Linked DNA regions of Sus scrofa: region 1 is linked to region 2. The links are chromatin contacts, called in public Hi-C maps. All regions are on one chromosome and are shown on one strand. The core of a region is the stretch at or near the end of the contact, and the rest is flanking DNA. Distances in the headings are between cores, read along the strand shown.

Region 1 (2,742 bases), core at 239-2,738, 270 kb before region 2:
TTTTTTTCTTAAGAGTGGCAGACTTTGTTTTTCACCGATGATTTTATATGTGCACATGCATATCTGCTTTTCATTCATTGTAACTGTCATTCCTCCACAGAAAATTGGGGTTGATGTCCCCCCCCCTTGAATTCTGGCAGGGTTCCTGGTGGTCCTGGCCAGTGGAATACAGTGCAATTGATGCTATTTATGTGACTTCTGAGACCATATCACATATGAGACAGAGCTTCTGCCTGGCTCACCCTCTCCTGCACTCATCTTTGGAATTCAGCCACCATACAAAGAGGAAGCACAGACCACACGAAAAGACCATGTACAGGAGTTTTGGCCAACTCCCCCCCACACCCCGCCCCTCACTTATGGACTCAGCTAACAGCCATCACCAACCCTATCGACCATCAGACAAATGAGTAAACAAGCTTCAGATGATTCCAGCCACCAGGACTCATATCTTCCTGCTGAGACATGCCTGCCCCCAACCCTGGACACCATGATGCAGAGACAGAGCATCCCTGACCCACATAGTCCACGAGCAGCATCATATATAGCTGTCTCCCACCACTAAGTGCTGGAGTAATTTATTTTGCAACCGTAGTAACTGGCATACTCAGTGAGAATAGAAGAGTTATAACTGTGCTCCCCAGAGTGCCTTGGGCTTAATAGATGCTATATAGCCACAATGAATGCTCTATATAGTGAATGAATTAATGAAATGAAACCATTCTCACCAAGCCTGAGCTCACAGACTCGCTTTTACTATTTAATTAGCAGCGTGTTTCAAGTGCACCCCTTGCTGCTGTACCCCTTCCCCATGCGTTGTGCTCACATGGCTCCTAATAAAACTTGCCCACCTCTTTCTTGTACCCGACATCCTCAGGTCACAGGCCACCAGCCATTTGCCCTTAACCGCTGCATACAACCATTTTCCTAATTCTGATGAGAAAGAAGGGCCTCTGACATGGATGGTGCAAATGAGTGAATGTTTTGTTCTTTTTTTTTCCTTTGCCTTGTCATCATCTTCCCCTTGCATGGTTAAGACACCAGAGTTTTGGCTCTTTGAGCTAGAAATGCACTTACCGCTGTGTTTCACTAGTCAGCACGTCTGAATCCGGCTCCTTCCTGCTCTAAAAATTTTCCTCCAGATTAGCTGAATGAGTTCATAGCTGACACATCATTGCCCTGAAAACCTCTGCAAGTTTCCTGCAAGTGAAGCTAATCACATCTTTTGAAAACTCCCATAAACCAGTCACAGAAGGCTGTAAATTAGGAAGGGAAAGGCAAGAAGATAAAGTTGCTTATACATCAATATCCTAGACTTCCCGGAAGGTCATTCTTGAACTTGCTCATTTCTTGGCAAACCGAGCACCCTCAGCACCAAGACAAGACTCGTCAACTGGAGATACAGGTGGAGATTAATCCAAACACACCACGTCAACTCAGAACATATCCTTGCCAGCCCCAGCCACTATGCACGCCTGTGTTATGAATTTCCTTTTATTATAAATCCAGGTGTTCTGAGGCTAATACTCCAGGAAGTGCTTTGCTGTCCCTTCACAATGTACTTACTCAGCAGTAATCTGGTGTTACTTGCTTGCACAGCAATAAACTCAAAGCTTCAGGCAGAGATTTTTTAAGACCACATGAACCTACAGAGATGTGTCTCCATGTAAACAGGTGTAACAAATATAATGGCGGGATACAGATTCTTACCATTAATAAGCCCATTTGTCTCTTGCTCAGACAGTGATACAGTATCTGCCCCATTTATTAACAGAAGCTTAGCCTTGGCTTTAAAATAACTTGTTACTAGTTTGCTCCACATTAATTTATGAAGAGCCATCCTCCTCCAGTAGCCCTGGTCTGTGGCTGCTTTCTCTCCTCCCAGAGGAGACTTTCATTTGTTCTGCCTCAACTTCTCTTTGCAGATAGCAGCCCACGTCAACCTCTGCTCCTTCTCTATCAGATGCCCCCAACCTCAAGTGGGGAGTGAATGCTATAACCTGATTTCTTTAAGGAGCTTAAACATTCTATGTGCAATTTGGAACAACAAACCGAAACATACATCAATCTACTTATCACACGGTCCCTCTGGGAGGCGCAGAGCTGTTCAATCTTCATAGATCCAGTGTTATTTCAACTGCCCTTCTTTCCTCTGCCACCTGACTCTCATTGCCTCTCTCTACACCCAACTTGACATAATTTTCTTTTAATATGCTATGTTTTATTTCCCCCAACAGTAGAAGCCTAAACCAAAATAACCATTCACAAAACAGATAGGGTTTCTTATTTATTAAAAACAGTAAACTAATAAAAAAATTAAAACAAAACAGTTGCTGTGTCTTTCTCCACACTCTGATCTGCTACACCAGTCTCTGGCTTTCCATCCCTGGAGACAATTTTGGTTTGTTCTGCTGGCCTGAGACAGGCTAGAGGCAGTTTGTTATCTTAACCCCTAGGCACTGTGACAGCAAACAGAATTCCAGGCATTTTCTTTCTACATTGGTCCTGGCCTTTCTACAGACAATCTGAATGTGCATTTCAGAAGCCTTCACTTTCCGTTTTACAGAGACCTCACTTTATGCAAAATACACTTTATTTTCTTGAGGGAAAAGCTGTTTACAAATTATTTTTTTTGCAAGTAATTCCTATTATAATTTACCTTTACTCAATAATTTCAGCCATATTTATGGTAATTTCTGATTTGTATATAACTGAAAAGAATTCTTAAGGTAAACAAAATAT
Region 2 (2,858 bases), core at 254-2,753:
AGCCTGACCAGCTGCCAAGTCACGTTTTCTGGGTCCTGGTCATCATTGTGGTCGCCATCCACATGGATCTCGAGTGACAAGGCAGAGATGATATCAGAATCATACCCAAGGAAGAGCAGAATGGGCATTTCCCCATCACTTCCTTTTTGTCCTCACAACCCAAGCTGATCCATCTCTTTCCTTATTTTTATTGAGTAGTATAAAATGTTCTTCGTTTTATGACAGCATTTGAGTGAGTTACAGAGAATTAAAATAAATCATCATATATTACTTATGACTCCTGACCTAGATTTTCTATAATATTTTTCCACTAAAAAATATAGCTAACCTTACAGCAATTTCTCTTTAGGCTAAATTTTATCCTGCAGTTACGAAGGACAGGGTTATTAGGAATAAGTTCTGTGTGATTTCTGAAATTCGGCTTTCTTTTTCTAGCTTGAATAACCTTGAATTTGAATTGGGTTTTTGTGCATGTGTGTGTGTGTTAACGTAGGTACCCTCTGCAGCTAGGGTGTAAGCATATCAAATCAATACCATCAAAGAAGCCCAGCTCTTTGTGTTCCAGCCCCAGAGATGGACTGTTAGGTTATGGTAGTCAGGACATTCTATTTTGTTCTCCAAGATCTTGGAAATGAGGTTACTCTTCTGAAAATATGGCTTTAGGAAATGAATAACAGTCAACTCTTTCCAGATACTAAAGTGAAAGGTTCAGACCAGACCCGTCTAATAAAACTTTCTGTACTGATGGGAACGTTAGATATCTGTGCTATTCTTATATGATACCCACCAATTATATGTGCTTATGGAACACTTGAAGTGTGGCTAGTGTGACTGAGGAACTGAATTTTTAAGATAATTTATTTCTAATTTATTTAAGTGTACATAGCTACATTTCTGGCTCATGGTTACTCTCAGGGCATATTATATTGTTATTCCTACAATCACGTATGTTCCAAAGCCAATGATTAGAACTCTCTTGTCTAAATTAGTTGAGCAGTCAAATCTAGTTTTTGCCAATGAAGGAGGCATTTTGTTGACAACTATAGGGCTGGTTCTTTTCAGGACTCTGTTACTCCAGGCTGTGTTTATTTTCATCTTGATTGCAGGGGAGGCGTGGGTTTATAAGTCTCCATGTGTGTGTGATTTCTGTGGCAGTTTGCTCTTAGAAACTCTCCTAGACTGAAATTTACTTGCACTTGAGCTTTTTAATCAATATGCTCTCCACTTATCTGATGTTGGAATCCTTTCGCCTAACGATTTTGTCCTGTGACTTAACCACCGAAAGTTTTCCACAGAAAATAAGTAAACAACCTTCTCAAGGTGACAGTTTTTCAAATCAAAGGAAGCCATTGCTGTTTGGAATCAAAGAGAAAGTTTGTGTGTGAGTGTTTGGGGCTTCCCCGGCTGGTTCACTCTCTTCTGGCTGGGTGAGTACTGCCAAGCCGTCTGTGCTTAGAGGGGGCCATGGGGTCATTCACGACACTGAGTTATGAGAAGAAGTGATGCGTGCCACTTGGGGGGTAGTCAAGGGTTTAATTGCTGATGCAGGACACTGCAGAGCTCTTCCCCCTTCGCCCCAGCAGCTGGCAACGTTTGTGATGGTGCCTATTCCGTCACCTCGGGACCCAGAATGACTAAGACAAGCTGAGATTTCTTGGTGGCTTGCAATGGATATATAATATGGAAAAGAAATAAATCTTTGATGTTTCCAGTCAGCAGACTGATACATGTCTAAGTAAAGATTCTGAGTAGAATATAGGAGTAAGCCAAAATAGCAGTGGAACTTGGAGAGAGATGAACTATCTGAAGTTGAAATCAACTGACCACGTGTTTGTCAAAACCCGCATGACACACTGGATGAGTACATCAAGAAGGCTTTGGAACTTTTGGGAATCAGGCAATTTGTGGAGCCCTGGGTAAAATGCTTTCTAAACAAATATCAGTGCCGGGTTTCTTTGTAGAGTGAAAAAGGTGCTGAGTGTTGGCGATGAAGCTCAGCAGTCTCAGAGTTGCCCCACGTTAAAGGGCCATGCCGAAAACCCCTCCATCTGTGGCCAAGATCAATTGAAGGGAGGATGCTTAGCAGGTGGAATTATGTTTTGATTATATTTTTTAGTTTTGAAGAGGAAACTGGGTGATGGAAAAATAAAGAGCTAGAGGTAGGATGTTGGCAATGACATCGACTCAAATTCCTACAGTTACTGTTTCTTAGCCTGAAGCCTAGGCTTGAAATTTGTGTAACAGTTCTCATATTAGGAAATCTAATAGCCTCTAAGTCATGTGTTGATAATATCAGGTTATTTTTACATTAAACCCCAGTTTCATTAATATGACCTCTTAAAGAATCACATACATTATTCTTTTCAATAAAAATATTCATAAAAATCACTTGGCACCACATTCAGTTCTTCAGCTTAATTACAATCAATAATACTAATTAATTATTAGTATTACTTAATATAATGTCATTACTAATAGTTCCATTAGTAATTATAATGTCATTACTAATAATTCCAGTTATCATAACAACAATAATAATAATGAGTAATTAATGACTTCTATGTTAATGCTCTTTCTATTCCCTGGCACTGTAGTAAACACTATATATGAATTATTTTATTTAATCCTAGCAACAACACTCTATAATTTATATTTTACAGAAAAGGGAACAGTCTCTAAAGTCTGGGAAACTTGGTGCAGGCCCAGTAGTTGGCAAGCCGTAGAATGGTTTGGAGTCGTGTGAATCCAAAGACTGTTTTTTGGGAGTTCCCATTCGTGGCTCAGTGTTAACAAATCCGACTGGGAACCATGAAGTTGCGGGTTTGATCCCTGGCCTCGCTCAGTGGGTTAAGGATCCA

The links. Hi-C and Micro-C count contacts between places; a contact is called where the count stands out from the background.
Region 1: a Hi-C map of fetal heart ventricle shows a contact between it and region 2, with 2.4 times the contacts expected there. A contact is called at or near these places in 2 of 47 Hi-C or Micro-C datasets (embryonic fibroblasts and fetal heart ventricle).

The regions. Positions count from the first base shown.
Region 1 is chr4:20,321,582-20,324,323 of Sscrofa11.1, reverse strand. The region is part of intron 2 of SAMD12 (sterile alpha motif domain-containing protein 12); the gene reads right to left. Among named protein-coding and RNA genes, the nearest start is that of SAMD12, 180 kb to the right of the region's middle.
Region 2 is chr4:20,046,871-20,049,728 of Sscrofa11.1, reverse strand. All of the region lies in intron 4 of COLEC10 (collectin-10), which reads left to right. Among named protein-coding and RNA genes, the nearest start is that of COLEC10, 95 kb to the left of the region's middle.